Regions from separate parts of the Mus musculus genome. Here region 2 is linked to region 1. A link is a contact called in public HiChIP or PLAC-seq data. All regions are on one chromosome and are shown on one strand. Each heading gives the region's core, a stretch centred on a gene start, on an enhancer-like site or on the middle of the called end of the contact. The rest is flanking DNA. Distances are from core to core; before and after follow the strand shown. Region 1 overlaps Adk (adenosine kinase). Region 2 holds the start of A430057M04Rik (RIKEN cDNA A430057M04 gene).

Region 1 (3,544 bases), core at 553-3,052:
TAGCACTACTGTAGTAATTTGTATTTATTTAGGGAAATTCATTCAGTATTCGGAGAAATGCATCGGCTAAATGTCTGCAGCTAATTTTCTAATGTCTCAGGGTAAAAGGTCCATGTATGCAGGTGCATGCATGTTGTATAAAACATGTTACAGTTAATTGGCAAATGGAGGTAAATTGCCCAAGAGTGTTCAAATATTTTATTTTCTGTAGGTTTAGTATTTTCCAAAATACAAAATTACAGAGAGAAACACGTTTTTAAATATAGCAGTAGTGACTTAATGACATTAAGTGTGCTTTTCATACCTTCTGTGGATTTTCATAGACTCTTACTCACGTAGCCAGCAGGCATTTTTCTCCTGCTCTTAAGATTAATTTACTAAATTTCAAATGCAGGAAAAAGAGGTATCTAAGTGGGATTTTTCTCTTTCTATTTATTTACTTAGTTTTAGTTTGTTCAGACTAGGTTTCTGTATGTAACGGAGCTTTGGCTGTCCTGTACGTAGGCTGACCTTAAACTCACAAAGATCTGCCTGCCTCTGCCTCCTGAGTGCTGGCATTATGTTGTGCACTTCCACACCTGGCCTCATTTCTTAAAGCAAAACTCAACTTTTAATGCATTACAGACAGTTGATTGAGCCAGGCAGAGTGGCTCTTACCTGTAATCTCAGCGCTCTGGAGACTGAAGTAGGAAAATTGCTGCAAGTTTGAGGCCACTGTGGGTAACAAAGTCAGACCAAGCTTTAAGCAAATAAAAGCCAGGAAGGAAAGAAAAAGGACAGGGTGGAACGGGGCTGCAGGAGGATGTTTAGCTGTCTGCCTGGGGTTCTGTTTGTAGCTTTGCTCATCACCCAGCACAGGAGCGGATCTAGAACAGCCCTTCTTAAATGTTCTCGAATGAGAATGTCCAGGCTAAATCCCTGGTGCCATCTCTTCCTAGCTGTGGTCTTTGAGAAGCCATTTGTCTTATGTGTCATGTGTCGGTGTCCTTAGTATCTAATGAGATTAAAGTGGTGCCTTTCCCCCCAGGGTTTTAGTTTTAGCTAAGTGGGTAAATATATGTGGAAGACTTGGGGAAGAGTCTACCTAGCCCACGATAACTGTCAAGATTATAGCTGATAGTGTGACACTATCCTTACTGCTTACTTAGTGCTGGACATTTGACTCTCCTGTACACATACATCCTGGACTATGCCTGCCCCTCACTAACTCTGCAATAAAACACTTGGTTAAATCAAATTTATTCATCTACGTTATGGGTGGGTGGGTGGGTGGATAGATGGATAGAGAGATAGATCATTGATTCATCCTTTGGGAGCTAAGTTCTTTTATACTCTTGTGATTTTTCTTTTGGAGTTTTGAAGTCTCTCATCTTCCTGTTTCTGTCGCCTCTCTGTGATCAGGGTGACTTATATACATGTGTCTCCTCGTAGCGCTAATTACTTTGTACAGAGTAACTGGTCAGCCACCCATTAACTCTTCCACTAGTGTTTCATGCCGTGTCTGCTTGCCCTGTTCGTCTTGAGGACCTTGCTTTTGAGACCCTTCATTCTTCTGCTCTAAGCATCCTCACAGCTCTAAATCCCCTTCGTGTCAGATCTGTGCTAAGTGTTCCATTGCAGGACTCCTACGTACATACTCTCCTCATTTAAATGTGTTGGTTTGGGTATTGGTTTGTTTTGGTTTTTGATAGCTTGCATTTCCCCCTCACTCTTCTTTCTGAGAAAGAATACAGGAAGAAAGAGTCTCTGAAACCTACATGTCTAACATTTCACTTCCTCATTCATGTGGCATTCTAGGAAGAAATACATCTCTTCTGGAGTCTTGAGATCGTTGCTCTGTCATATTTTAACAGTAACTTCTTTTGGGAAGTCTAACTTCTTTCTCCCCCTCCTTCAGCCTTTGTAGTTCCTCTGCCTTTCCCCTAGCGTCTGTGTGTTTCTAAAGAATTCATCATAACTGACAACAGCGTAGGGGTTGTTTTCCTCATTATGCTTTTTAGTTTATCAATTCCTATAAATTTATTGCTATTCTGGAAAGTGCTTTTCATGAAATTTAACTTCCTTGGGTTAATCTCTGTCCCATTTTTTTCCTTTGCGGTTATTCTCTCCACCACCACCCCCCCCCCCACACACACACACACACACACACACATCTGTTAGGTAGCAAGACAGGAAGGTCAATGAGGATGGTGCTTTTACTCTCTGCACCTTTTGGTTAGTAGTCTAACTTTCATCGGTTGCTGGAAGGGTGGGTGGGTGGATGGACAGACATAAGAGCAGTCTCCCACTCTCTTTCTCCTTCTTTCCCCTCTCTCACAGTGAGTGGACACAGGCCCTCCCCTTGCATCCTCCTCCCTGTTTACTTCCATGATTTCTGCTCTGTCGCGAAATACAGCAGGGCCTTTTGGTACCAGAAGGCTTAGTGCTGTGTGAGTGTAAGAGCTATGAATCTCTCACTCTGGGATTCACTGGAGGTTTCTACTTGTTTGCTTTGGGGGTTCTGTTGTTGAGGTTGTTTTTAAGAGATGTTTTTGTACATAGAATTAATGGTCCTTGTCCTCCTTTTGGTTTTTTGTTTTTGTTTTTTTCAGTAGGAAATGAATTAGGTGGTAGCCATTGTGCTAATTATCTGGATTCCCTCAACCTTACCGTATTTTTTTAAACTATGCACTGACTGTTTTCCCCCATTTTATTCTGAAAAGACTTAATTTTAGAAAGTGTTCAGTGATTACTGTCCATAGTGGCACTGCCTTTAGTCAGGACGTAAGATGCAGAGGCATGCAGTTCAAGGCCACCCTGGTCTTCATACAGAGTCCCAGTTCAGCCATAGCTACGTAGTTAAGAGAGATCCTACGTTTAAAAAGAAAAAGTGTGGCAGGAGAGATGGCTCAGAGGTAAAAAGCACTGGCTGCTCTTCCAGAGGTCCCAGGTGTGAGTCCCAGCAGTCACGTGGCAGCTCACAGTCACAGGGAATCTGATGCCCACACAGGCAGATGTGCAGGCAAAACACCGATGCACATGAAATAGAAATAAATGTGAGGAGGAGGGGGAGAAGGGAGAGGAGGAGAAATAGTGTTCCGTGAGTATCCTCCTGGACTTGGAGGGCACTGCACTCACGTGCACAGGAACACGTATGCAAATAAATGAGGAAAAGAAATGCTGTGAAGTCCAATAAAAATAAAGTTGGGCAATTTTTAGTGTTGTCCACAATTCTTTAAGGACAACTCCTTATATTAGAATTATAAATCATAAGAGTGTATGACTAATGAAGAATCCTTGAGAACTGTACAGATCCATTTAAAAGCCTAAAGTCCGGTGAGCAGTGTAGAAACCATGGCGAATCCAAAGTCTCTCGGAAGGACAGCCTCCGATTATCTACCGGTGATGGCTGTTGAAACAGGATCATTTGAGTTCCTTTATAAATTCTATATTTAATGAACCATGAGGCACTATCTATGTCATCTTACCGTGCTGTATTGCTCTCAGAGTTGCTAATTTATGTCTTCCATGATCATTTTTTCCCTAGCTGTCTCATTGATTGTAG
Region 2 (3,544 bases), core at 339-2,838, 550 kb after region 1:
CTTCCTTCTGAGCCACGCTACAGAAAGTGGAGCCTGGGTAGATGGAAGCAACAGGCCAAGAGAGGAGAAAGTGGGCACCATTCTCTTCTATTGACAGCGTTGAAAAGCTGAGCTGGGGTCTGGACCAGGCAGCCCCCTTCGCCATCACCTGGGTGATATGTATTACCTAGTGATCCTGGTTGGAAAAGTAGGACCGTGCCAGCTTCCCTGGGGAGGTGGTGTGTCACAGGTGAGAGGTGAGTGTCACTTCTGAGGTGTAGTTTAAACTTGAGAGGACAGCTAAGAAAATGGGTACTTTGGGACTTACCCAATAGAAATGGTGCATGTTACTGCCCTGTGACCCTCAGCTAACAAGTGTTCTTCATGCTGGCTCTGCTGAGCGAGTGGACTCATGTGGGCTACCAGTGCATCAAAGGCACTTCAAAATGGATTGGACCAGGTCCCCTGTGTGCACCTCAGTATGTACTTGTGACTTGTGAAGAAGGGGTAGGGCACAGCTAGTCCCCAGAGGGTTGGTGGTGTGTGGCAGGGACTCAGTTGTGGGCTCACACATCTGTACTTGTAGCAGCTGCTAAGTGCACATCACTTGGGCCTTTCTTACCCCAGAGTGGCAAACCTGTGGTGTCCCAGAAACTGTCCTTTCTGCCTCAGTACAAAGAACTTTACCTTTCTTCTAGAGCAGCAAAGCACCAGGCCTCAGGTCAATAAAGGTTGGCTCCTTATAGTGTCCCCCAAAAGGACAGTGCTGCAAAAGCTTCAAGTTCCTGAGGTTTCTTGAATGAGGTTGGCTTCCCACTCTGTCTGCTTTGCACCTTGGCCATCAGTCTCCTCCCTTAGGACTTAAGGGGATGAGGGAGCAGATAGAAATGCCAGCCAACCTTAGGTCCTGTAGTCTGGGCTTCCACTGCACACAAGTTAGGCTGGGGAGGCTTCAGCCCTGTGAAAACATGAGTAGACTGCCAGCTATAAAAGGCCCTATCTCGACATCTCTGTGGCATGTGGCTGGGAGGCCAGAGACAGATAGGGTCTTCCCTTATATCCAAGCCTGTTGGAACTCTACTCAGTGAGTACAGCTAGGACAATTTATTAAAACTATGCGGTCAGATAAGGCCACAAGCCTTGGTGCCAGGGAGACCTGCAGGGAGGGAACCCTCCACCAAGTGAACGCTGGAAGAGGATGCTCAGAAGGTCGCGTGTCCAGTACCTTTATTGTCAGGTTTAAAAGTCAGGTCACTGGCTGGGGGTCTTAGGTTCTCACACCCAGGCCCTAAGCTTCGTGTTAACCCTAGATCTTAAAGGCCAAGGAGAGGCCATCATCCAGGGGCAGGAGGCTGATGTAGACCCTGGCGTCCCTCAGGATGCGTTCGTTCAGGTTCCGCACACATTCAACAGTCTTGTTCCTGGGCTGAGGCTGCAGCACTTCTCCGCGCCACAGGACCTACAGATGGAGGGGCGGGGCCGTCGGAAGTGGGGGGTAGCCGACCCAGAGCTTTAGCCAGGAGGGGCGGGACCTATGATACTCTGGGTGGGCTTTGGGGCGGGGCTGGGGGGTGGGGTGGGAAGAGCTGAGAAGAGTGGGTACCCAGCCACAAGAAGCAGCAGTTTTGCCTTAGCTAGTCCTTACTCTGAGTACAGCGAGCACGCCTCCGGGACGTAGGAGCTGCAGACAGCGCTCGTAGTAGGCGGTACAGTTCTCTTTGTCCGCGTCCACCACGGCTATGTCGAAGGTTCCGGCCTCGCCCGCCGCTAGGAGCTCATCTTAACAGGGACAGAGGGCATGTGCCGCTGGCTGAGCTAGGGTCTCAGCGGGCTGCTCAGGGTCGCCAGTTTTGTTCCCCGGGGTTGGACAGTGCTGTCTGGGTCCCTCCCGCACTGGTGCTCACCCAATGTCTGCAGGGCGGGCTGCAGCCGAAGGTCGATCTTCTGCTCCACTTCTGCCTGCGGAAGGAGGCCGGTCAGGCCGGCACGCCCCCGAGCCGGAGCCCGAACGGCCGCAGGTGTGGGGCTCTCACCTGCTTCCACATGGGCCGTCCCAGCTTCGGGGGCTCTGCGTCAACCTCGCAGGTCACCACGCGGCCAGCCTCCGGAAGCGCCAAGGCTAGGGCCAGGGCCGAGTAGCCCGTGAAAGTACCTGTGGAAGGGGACACTGTCAAGCTCAGTTCAGGGTGCAGGGCTGCCCTGTGACCCTGGTTTCCAGAGACCATGGCTGCGTGTTCCTACCCAGATCCAGAGCTTTCTTGGCCTTAATGAGCCGCGCCAGGTTGGCCAGAAGCTGGGCCTGTTCACAGGTCATCATGGAATCCCCCTGCGGCTGCTCCAGGGTCAGCTGTGTGGGGAGAGGGAGGTGCCATTCATACCAGTCACCCCCCCCACCTCCCCCCTGAGGTTTTGAATCATTCAGGGGCTCGGTGGCGGGTGTGGCCTAGAGGGGACAGGTCTCAGGGAACCCGGAAGCCCAGAGAGGGTTTCTGCCTAGCTCAAGGTCACACAGCCACGTGAGGTCCACCACGCTGGAAGTGGGGAGCCGGTTCTCGGTCCCAGTCCTACTGACCAGTCGCAGGCTCCGCAGCGCCGGGTGCTCTCTCATGGAGCGGCTCAGCAGATACTGCCACAGGGGATTGTCCTCAGGTGGCAGCAGGCGCTCTTGCCGCCTGGACCCCCATGGAGGCCACCGTTTCCCTGCCGGGGAGAGGGTGCCGAGTCAGGGCCTGCATTTCTGACCGGGTTCTCCGGCTCTTCTCCGCGCCCTCCTCCCATTCCCCGGACTGCAGCAGCCCAGCCCAGCTCACCCAGCAAGAGACCAGTAGCGAAGGCGGCGCCCAGCGCGGCCGAGCCCAGGGCCAGTGCGGCTGGGATAGATAGCCGAGGGACGGGCTGAGCCATGGTGCAGGTTAGCAGCGGCGGCGGAGGTCACGTGTGCTGGAGTAGCGAGGATGGGACTGGGACCAGTAAGCCGACAGGGCTCCACCTTGTCCGGGCCCTGCCCACAGAGCCGCGTCCTCGGGCACCATCTGGTGACACATGGCCGTATTGCAAGGTCAGGCTGAGAACATCTCGCCACCCGGTGGCTGCATGCGGAACTGCGTCGGGGTATGGAGTCATCTCTGCACCAGGGCTCTTGTGAGCATGGGGAGAGGGGATAAAGTGAGTGTGGCTAATGGAGGAATCCAAAGAGACTCGGGAATGCTTGCTGGAGGGGTGCCCAAGTTAAAGGAACCAAGAACCTGGTTTAGAGTCACCTGGTTTCCAAGACAGTATCCTTAGTGGCTGGGATGCTGGGTGTAGCTTTTTTGTGTGACGGTCCGTCTTTCCGAGTCTGTTTCTTTTCTGTAAAGCAGGTATTACAGCCTTACTACGATAGGCACGGGATTCCTCGCATAGTAGGTGCTCAATAGTGGTACTTGCTGTTATGGTCATTGGCTAGAGAGGGTTCCTTGGGAAGCGGTAGCATCTTGGCAGGCAGCAGCTGAGTTCCCCTTGCAAGGCTATCTGCTAGACCGGTGTTCCCTAGACATTTATTGAATATCTACTATATGCTGAACTC

What was found. HiChIP or PLAC-seq counts read pairs in DNA pulled down with a chosen protein or histone mark.
Region 2: a contact with region 1 is called in an H3K4me3 HiChIP or PLAC-seq map of bone marrow-derived macrophages, with 5 times the contacts expected there. The contact joins the promoter of A430057M04Rik here to the enhancer-like site in region 1. A contact is called at or near these places in 1 of 39 promoter capture datasets (pre-B cells), 2 of 115 datasets of contacts at active chromatin or transcription factors (bone marrow-derived macrophages and extraembryonic endoderm stem cells) and 1 of 9 other capture datasets (liver).

What each region holds. Positions count from the first base shown.
Region 1 is chr14:21,298,154-21,301,697 of GRCm38.p6, forward strand. All of the region lies in intron 6 of Adk (adenosine kinase), which reads left to right. Among named protein-coding and RNA genes, the nearest start is that of Gm52152, 120 kb to the right of the region's middle. Within about 2 kb of position 1,803, at least 27 of the 459 cell types and tissues checked have an H3K27ac peak or open chromatin away from gene starts, as enhancers often do. A contact at or near this core is called in bone marrow-derived macrophages, where this site is marked.
Region 2 is chr14:21,845,990-21,849,533 of GRCm38.p6, forward strand. It overlaps A430057M04Rik (RIKEN cDNA A430057M04 gene), which reads left to right and starts at 1,589. Exons shown (of 3, transcript NM_176925.3): 1 at 1,589-3,090. The coding sequence starts at 2,882. It overlaps Comtd1 (catechol-O-methyltransferase domain containing 1), which reads right to left and starts at 2,921. Exons shown (of 7, transcript NM_026965.2): 1 at 2,790-2,921; 2 at 2,552-2,679; 3 at 2,221-2,326; 4 at 2,013-2,131; 5 at 1,884-1,938; 6 at 1,625-1,758; 7 at 1-1,438. The coding sequence starts at 2,883. The coding sequence ends at 1,286.